Regions from separate parts of the Mus musculus genome. Here region 1 is linked to region 2. The links are chromatin contacts, called in public Hi-C maps. All regions are on one chromosome and are shown on one strand. Each heading gives the region's core, a stretch centred on a gene start, on an enhancer-like site or on the middle of the called end of the contact. The rest is flanking DNA. Distances are from core to core; before and after follow the strand shown.

Evidence for each region. A called contact is a pair of places that touch in the nucleus more often than the background predicts.
Region 1: a Hi-C map of rod photoreceptor shows a contact between it and region 2, with 2.5 times the contacts expected there. The contact joins two enhancer-like sites. A contact is called at or near these places in 1 of 484 Hi-C or Micro-C datasets (rod photoreceptor) and 3 of 9 other capture datasets (adipose tissue, liver and pancreatic islet).

Annotation. Positions count from the first base shown.
Region 1 is chr14:33,468,381-33,473,038 of GRCm38.p6, reverse strand. No RefSeq gene overlaps it. Among named protein-coding and RNA genes, the nearest start is that of Frmpd2, 13 kb to the left of the region's middle. Within about 2 kb of position 1,483, at least 18 of the 459 cell types and tissues checked have an H3K27ac peak or open chromatin away from gene starts, as enhancers often do. A contact at or near this core is called in rod photoreceptor, where this site is marked.
Region 2 is chr14:33,398,529-33,402,874 of GRCm38.p6, reverse strand. Mapk8 (mitogen-activated protein kinase 8) reads left to right here. Exons shown (of 12, transcript NM_001310454.1): 4 at 1-10; 5 at 113-251. Among named protein-coding and RNA genes, the nearest start is that of Mapk8, 46 kb to the left of the region's middle. Within about 2 kb of position 2,619, at least 26 of the 459 cell types and tissues checked have an H3K27ac peak or open chromatin away from gene starts, as enhancers often do. A contact at or near this core is called in rod photoreceptor, where this site is marked.

The sequences.
Region 1 (4,658 bases), core at 234-2,733, 71 kb before region 2:
TCATAATTCTCCTGCGCAGGTTTCCTAACCAGGGGGACTTCAGGCCACAGTCCCTGGGTTACACTGAATTTCAGAGTCTTCTTTTTATCATGTGCTTTTCAAAGTATCTAGCTGCTTGGTGAGATACATCTCTGAAGCCAAAGCGAAAGGTTATTTTGCATCTCTACTTGCATGACCCTCCCTGTCTGTCCCAATTCATCACCTTCCCGTTACTGGGCTTTACCTTTGGAAAGTTCCCTAGGATCCTGAAGGAGGCTTCAACTAATAGACGTAATCATTACATCCCCAGAAAGATCGTGTGTGTGTGTGTGTGTGTGTGTGTGTGTGTGTGTGTGTGTGTGTAGTCATGCATATGTGTCTGTGTTCATTTAAATGCCAGAGGCCAGTGTCAGATGTCTATTACTTTCCATCTTTTTGCCTTACATAGAGTCTCTCACTGAACCTAGATATTGCTGATTCAGTCACACTGGCTAGGTAGCAAGCCTTAGGAATCCAACTGTTCATGCTGTAGCTGGGAGGGATTATAGGTATGAGCTATCACGCTTGGCTTCTTACATTGGTGGAGTGAATGCAAACTCAGGACTCATGCTTACATAGCAAGCACAGAGCTAAATGAGCCATCTATCTCCCCAGCCCAAAATACCAGGAGTTTTGGTAGCTGATTTTTAAAAGCATCCATTACCAAAAAAGGTATCGAAACTTCTGATTAACTAAGGTAGATTAGTGCTGCACACTGTCATTCAGATCTGCTGCTGTGTCCCCTGCCAACCCAAATTGACATCAATGAACATGATGTTGTAAGAGATATGTTGTTAAGCAGTAACCAAACCACTCATTTCTTGGAATTGCCACTACTTAATGGGAGAGCACACACAATGATGTGGCTGCTGTTTTCTCCACTTTACAGATGTGGAAGCAGAGTCTTGGGAAATTTAAAACATTGTTTGAATTTGCACAGAAGCCAAGCAACAAGCAGTGTTTCAAACAAGCAAGAGCCTGACTTCAGTTAGTCCTTCCTTTCTGCATAGAAAACAAATACTATGTCATCAGGCCCTAGCAGAGAGGCCTGGAGTGAATAATGCCCCAGAGTCACTCATGCAGGCTGGTCCTAGATGTATCCTATTAATTCCCCATTCCTCTGCCATAGATTCACTCTTTCCCTGATCCAGACTTTCAGGAGAAAAAGAGAGCCATGCCCAGCAGTACCTGTGTCCTTTGCCAATGGCCGCATCCAGACGTCTCTGCAAGCTGGTCTAGGCCTTCACTTTAGATGGACTTCTCAGCAATATACACAGGGATCAATGGCCCACAAGTCTCTCTCCTGAAGGAGCCGCCCCAGCCCTGCTGAGTCTGCCTCTGTTTACTGTTTGTCACTAAGCACTCAGTGACAGTCACTAAGCCCAGTGAGTATGTCAACAAGGCCCCTCCACTTCCCTGTCACTGTCTGCCTTGGGGCCCTACTGTCTCCTAGAGCTTGTTTTCAAGGCCAGTGGGCTAAGCTCAACCGGATTAGGTGCCACTGAAGGACTGAGGACTGTGGGAGCGGCTCAGGAAGGCTTTTCCAGTGATGTCACTTTAGCACCTGGTCCTCAACAAAAGAAAGATCCCTGCAAGGAAGGGGGGTCAGAGGGGGAAATCTCTAGAGCCATAGCTTGACTTCATCAATTCCCCAGTCCCCCCTGTCCACAAACAGTCAGACTTCAGACCTGCACCCAACATAAGCCAGGAACATACAAGATCCTACCCAGGCCCCAAGGACTCAGAGCTGCTGGTGGAGAGACAAGAGGAATTCCCCCAGCCTCTGGTGCCTGAATTCAGGAAAGACTGAGTTAGGACAAAGAGGAGCAAGAGACAGATCATAGCTCTCTAGAGGTGGCCGTGAAAGAACAGATCTTTTAAGCCCTTTCAGAATTAACAGTGTCAAACTAAGAAGTATTTTTTGAAAGAAAAAAATGCATGTTTTTTTTCCTCTAGCAAAAGAATTTAATACAATTTTGATGCAACTGATGGGACCAGTGAATGAGTATATTCTTATCTGCAGTAATAAGAAGATAGATCAAGGTCTCTCCCTTTAAGGAATGCCAAATGCACACCTCATTTGAAAACCCAACTACTCAGAAGTAACTTCATAGCTAAACTTGTAGAGGCCCATGCAAGCATCTGGAAAAGGATGCACACAGTTGGGCTGTTTTATTTAGATTTGTAATAACAGGTAAGATTATTGCGGTCTATTTTTGTAATGTACTAAAACCCTAAAAGCCGTTAAGTACCTGTCAATAGTGGGTCTGCAAGCAGGGTGTGGTTTACACACAGAAGAAAACTAGATGTACAGCTGTGCTGAGAACAGAACCAGATCTGGGTCTCTGGAACCTAGTAGCTGCCAGGAAAATGTTTTCCAAAGGTGTTAGATAGCCCGATAAGATTCATTGTATTGCATATAGAGAAACATAAAAACCAAGTATACAGAGCTGGAGATGGCTCAGTGGTTAAGAGCAGTGGCTGCTCTTCCAGAGGACCTAAAAAGGTCAGCTCAGGAACTTTAGAAAATTCCACTGGACCCCTCCCCTCCTGAAAGAGAAAGGTCATAAAGAACATAGGCTCCTCTCCCCTCCTGAAGGGAGGGCATAATTACATTCCTCAGACCACAGGGAGGAGGGACTGACCACCGGCCACCTGCGGGTAGGGAAGGCCCAGAACTTGTAGACATGTTCCGAGACTGTTGGCCACCTACCTCAATCCCTAAAGACCAATCAGTTTAAAAGTCACACTGTTCTGCCAACTACCTTGTGCCTAATGGTTGCTGCCTTGAAAACTGTATAATGGCTCACCAGACAGGGTGCACATGGTCGTTCTCTCTCTCTCTCTCTCTCTCTCTCTCTCTCTCTCTCTCTCTCTCTCTCCATGTGCAGGGAGACCCCAACATATCAGAACAATAAATTCCCCTTGCTTTTTGCATTGATTCCCGGCTCTGGGTTGTACACTCAGGGAGTCCTCAGTAAGCTAAGGCTCACCAGAGTCTTACAGACCCAGGTTCCATTTCTAGCATCCACATGGCAGCTCACAACCATACGCAACTCTAATTCCAGGAGATATAATGCCTTCTTCTGGCCTTTAAGGGTACTCCGTATACATGGTACACAGACATACACGCAGACAAAACACCCATACATGTAAACTTTTTAAAATTGGAAAAAGGTAAAAGTAAGCACATGTATGCATATTCTTTATTTAAATAAGTCACGAACATGTAAAAGTGGTTGCTTTGGGGAGACAAAAATATTACCTGTTTTTCCTCCTTGTGATTTCATATTATATTGTTTTAAAACAAGACCAAAAAAAAAAAAAAACCCCACAATGTTGTACAAAATTTTATCTTTTTACACCTAAAGTTACTTTTACTAGCACTCCCAATTAAGTCGAAAAGGCGTATTATGATATGTGTGAGCATCTGTGCTGTTTCTCCTGAATTACTCTATACAGTCAGATTCAACCTGGGGCTTGATAACACTCAGATTCGAAGGCTCTGCCTTAGATCATTTTAGCCTTTGTCTCTGCGGCTGAGCTGGGAGCAGGTGTGTTTCCAGCAGGTCCCCATATAATTCACACTTAGTGATGTACTCATGCTAGACTTGCACAATTGCACACAGTCCCAGAGGGAGAAAGTAAATTTCTCTGGTCATGTGGCTGTTTGTGGTAGAACACAGAACAACACCTCAGACGGAGACGGGCAGGAGGCACTGGTCCACCCGAAGCCATTGTCACCCCATCTTTTCTCTTAGAAATGCTTGCACTTAAAGTGAGTCTCCTCAGATAGTTCTATGGGTTGAATTAAAACAAGTGGAAAAGATCTTACTTCAATATTGAAATGTTCAAATGTATATGGTTTTTTTAATTTTTCAACTGGCTTCACTCTCAAGAACTGTTTATTCATAATTATGTAGGGCTCTTGAAGGTATGGCTTCAAATAACTGAGAGACCCAACACTGAAACCACCTGCCAGTTAACAAGGGTCTCTGGACAAAGCATATATAGATAGACCATAACTGTACTCCTTAGATATATGGAATTATTCCATATGGTTATAAAGGCTTATATACCATAATCTATCTGCTGAAACCCCACTCTAGGAGATGAAACAGTTCCAGTCTGAGTTCACAGCTTGAAAGAATCAGGAAAGCCAACGGGTTAAGCCCCAGCCCAGGGGCAAAAAGACTTAATGCCTCAGCTCAACATCTGGCCTGAGAAGAAAAGCAGTTTCTCTTTATCTGTTGGGATGACCCAAACTTCCATTGCTAAGAGATCTGGGCCACTAGCAGTTTTGCCTGAATTGGGTTGTTGTAGTTTCCCACAGACCCAAACCACAAGACACGGTAGATGATTTCCAGTGAGTGGAGGGCATTGTGGCAAGCTAGACACAAATGCCTCACTGGCTCACAGTTGAAGCTTACAACCTCAATCAGTGTCAGGATCTGAGGGCATAATGGACATAATTCCGTACTGTTTGGGATACCAACACTGGTGCCACCATCCCTTCAAGACAAAATCCCTGCTCTTGGTGTGCAGTGTGCACTGCTATAGATTGCAGGTTTGATGCTAATTTCTCTTTCTGATCTGTGCTTTAAGGATCTTGACAATCTTAATGAGGATGACTGGAAAGC
Region 2 (4,346 bases), core at 1,370-3,869:
TTCAAGATGTGTAAGTGTGGTAACTAAAATGCTGTTAATACAAAGTTTTGCTAGTGCCTATCTGTAGATCGTTGCTATACACTTTAGCTGTCATCTTTTTCTACCCATGAAGTTACATAGTCATGGAGCTCATGGATGCAAATCTTTGCCAAGTGATTCAGATGGAGTTAGATCATGAAAGAATGTCCTACCTTCTCTATCAAATGCTGTGTGGAATCAAGCACCTTCACTCTGCTGGAATTATTCATCGGGTTAGTAGAAATATATCACCATGTTCTTTTCTAAGGATTTTTTTTTAATTTTGTGTATTTTGCTTGCATGTATTTAAAGTGCACAACATGCATGCAGTGCCTGCAGAGTCCAGAAGAGGGCATCATATCTACTGAAACAGGAGCTATAGACAATTGTGAGCTGCCATGTGGGTACTGGGAACCAAACCTCAGTCCTCTGCAAGAGCAGCAAGTGCTCTGAACTGTTGAGCCATCTCTGCAGCCCACCATGATCTTTCCTTTTCAATCATTGAAGTGAAATTCACAAAACAAATTACGACCTGAAGTATTGAGTAGCATTTAGTCCATGCATTAGTGTTGTACAATCACCATCTATGTCAAATTCTAAAACTTTCATCAGCCTTTCTCTAGTGAAGACTACATCCCTAAAATTGTCACTCTTCATTTTGTCTCTCTTCTCAGAGCCTGTTAATTCAGGACAATGGATTTACCTGTCCTAGATACCTCATATAAATGTAATAATATACTATATGGCCTTTGTGTCAGGCTCCTTTGACTTAGTGTAATGTTTTTGTGGTGTCTATGCTGTATCATATATTAGTATTTACTTTTATGAATGGATAATATTCCATATATCATATTCTACAGATAATTTTTGTTTTACTACCTTTCAGTTAAATACTATCTTGCTATGAAAATTCATGTACAAGTATTTATTTGCTCTTTGTTCTTTAGTCTTTCAGGGTAGGATTGCTGAATCATGTGGTATTCACGTTTTAAGGAACCATGAAACTGTTTTTCAAATTTTACATCCCCAGAATCCATATATAATTGTACAGTTTTCCTGCAGCATTGCCAGTATTTAGTACCTGACCGCTTTATTTTAGTCATCACAGTGGCTATGAAGTGGTATTTTATTGGGCTTTTGATACACATTTTCCTAGTGGCTAATAATGGTTATTTTAATAACTTTTCTATTGCCATGACAAAACATCATGACCAAGGCAAGTTATAGAAGAGTTTACTGGGGGCTTACAGTTTCAAAGGGAAGTCCATAACTGTCAGGGTGAGGAGCATGGCAACAGGCAGGCAGGCAGCAGTAGCCCAGAGCTTCCTCTACTAACAGCAACACAGAGAAAGCTACCTTGACTGATGGGAGCTTTTGCAACCTCAAAGCCACCTTCAATAACACACTCTTCCCAAACGGTTTTACCAACTGGGAGCACAGTATTCAAGCATATGAGCCCATGAGGGCCATTCTTTTTCATGCTACCAAAGGAGTCAAGAATCTCCTCATTTGTTGGCCATTTCTATGTTATTGAAAAACATGTATTTTTTAAGCCCTTGTTTCTAAGTTGTTTGCGTCTTTGTTAAATTTACAGATTTGTGTGTGTGTGTGTGTGTGTGTGTGTGTGTGTGTGTGTATTTTTTAAGCCCTTGTTTCTAAGTTGTTTGCGTCTTTGTTAAATTTACAGATTTGTGTGTGTGTGTGTGTGTGTGTGTGTGTGTGTATTCCAGTTCTATATATACAAAACCATTACCAGACATAATTTAAAATCTGTAGATTGTTTTCACTTTGCTAATGATGTGTTAATTAATATGTAAGTGGTTTTAATTTTTATGAAATATCAAATATTTGTTGTTTTATGTGGTCTTGTGTCTTGCACAAGAATCTACTGCCAAATTGAGGTCATAAAAATTCAACATTGCCTCTTTTTGTAAATTTTTGGTCCATTTTGAACTTATGTTTTGTATATGGTGTAGTGCAAGACTTATCTTCACTCTCCCATGTTTAGAAATCCAGTTGCCCAAGCTCTCAGGTTGTATTGGTGCCTTAGGGAATCCAGCTGACTGCCAGTTCTCTATAATTAGACTCTATGTCTGTCTCTATATTAGAATCACAGTTTTATGAAGTTTATTATTTTTAAGTGTATGTGTGATCATGTGGGTATGGGACCCATGGAGTCCAGAGGTGGTAGGATCCCCTGGAGCTGGATTTACAGGATTTAATGAGCTGTCATTTGGATGGTAGAGGCCAAACCCAGGTCATCTTCAAGGCTTAGCTGCTGAGCCATCTGTCCAGCTATACCAGTTACACATGTAACTCTGTACTGCTTTGAAATGGGATACTATGAATCCTGTGTCCTTTCTTAGTAGTTTTAAAAACAGCTTTAAGTGTATAGGAATTTGGAGATTAGCTTTTTCACATCTACAGGGGAAAAAAAAGCCAACGGACTTTGGACAATGAATCCATTAAATCTAAAGAATGAGTTGGTTGGTGGTTTTATCACTTGTCTTGAGGGCTTTGTAAGCATAAGATCTTCCCATTTCCTAAGCTGTGTTAGTCTGTAGTGCTATGAGTTGGGTAGCTGAAACAGCAGGAGTTATTTTCTCACAGCTCTCAGGATCCGAAACTTTGTGGTTTTGGTGAGGTCCATAAGCACTCTCTGTAGCTTCCTTCATGTGGTTTTTCCTTTGTCAGAGAGCAGCATGTGTTCTTTCTGACCTCCGCTTATGTGCTCATAAACACTGATTTTTTTTTTTTTTAAGATCATGTCATTTGCACCATAGTTTTACTTCTATTCAATTTGGCCACCTTCCCCCATCTCCCAGCTGCCCTAGCTAGAGCTTACGGTAAAATCTTAGAGAACAGTAGTGAAAATAGTCATTTGAGTCTTGCTTGTTGTAATAGGGAAAGCTTTTCATCGTTCACCAGTGTATTTTTCTGTTTCTCATTGTTGTAACAAAGACCTAACGCAAGGTACACGCATGCAGGCTCAAGGGTCCCAGAATTACCTGAGTTTAGACCATCTGGTTACAAATTGCCAATTCTACCATGGTCCTAACTGAATGGTAAGAGTCAGAACCAGCCAAAGAAAGAGGCTTTATGGAAGTCTGGCTCCAGCATAGAGTTTTTAGTTGTTTTGTTGGCTATAGAGTATGACAATACTGTGTCACTAGCAAGGGGCGCTCACCCAGACTCTTCTAGGTATTTTATTTGGTCACTATAACATACCACTTCCCTTAGTAGGCAAGAATCATTCCTGATTCATGCTAATACATTGAATCTCCATTTCCTCTAAAGGTTGAGATTGTTGCAAGCCAAAGCCCTTATCATAAATTATCTTGTTAGGTTATCATGGTCAAAACCTCCACATTAACGGGACAGTTCGTCAACAGGATATTCCAAGTGTTGCCATTACCTGTAATTTAGGGCAAAGACCAGACCTCTTTCTATAGAAGATGAATGAATTCTTCTCCATTTATCGTCTATTCCTTATTTACTTATTTTTGTCATTAAGGAGTATTAAACTTAGCCAGAGGTTTTATGCACCAATTTAAATTACTGTGTATGTTGCTTCCCTTAACTGTTGTACTGCATTGATAGATTTTTTTATATTTAGCGTCCTCTTTATTCCTGGGATAGATCCCATTTGGACATGGTATATATAATCTTTCCAGTATATTATTGGAACTGATATGCTAGTATTTCTGTTGGAGTTTTTTACCCTTGGATTCATTACTGATTTCATTTGTAGTTTGTTTGTAAAGATGGTTTTAATCATACTTTGGTATCAGGAGTTTCCTAATCTCAGTGAAAGTTAAGATGCGTTCCTTCCTCTCTTGTTTCTTAGCTGCTTTTGCTCATTTAGAAGATTTTAGGAAATAAAGTATGGCTGAAGAAATGTTCTTAAAGCAATAAAGTTGAGCTAGCAGTAGATATACTGAGAGGTCTGTTGGTGTGGTGACCTGTATCTTAGGCTGGACAATGTGCGAAACTAGGGTGGAGCTATACATGTAAGAAGCTTATTAGAGAGTTCCATTAAGATCAGTATCTATTACAAAGTAAAAGTGGACAAAGGGAGAAATTACATTGGCTACATTTATTTCAAAAGCCTCAGCTGGTGGCTCCCATTTAACCTCTGCACTGAAAACAGGTCCTTGCTGGAGGAGTTTCCTAAAGGTCACCAGCAGCCGTCCCTCTTGGGCAATGGAAGAGTAATTGTCTGAGCCAGGGTCTGAGCAGATATCACAGAGCCTATTGAAGCCACTCCTTGAGTCACTCTTCCCATTGTCTTAGGGTACTAATGTCTGGCTGTTCCTGTCGAATATTTT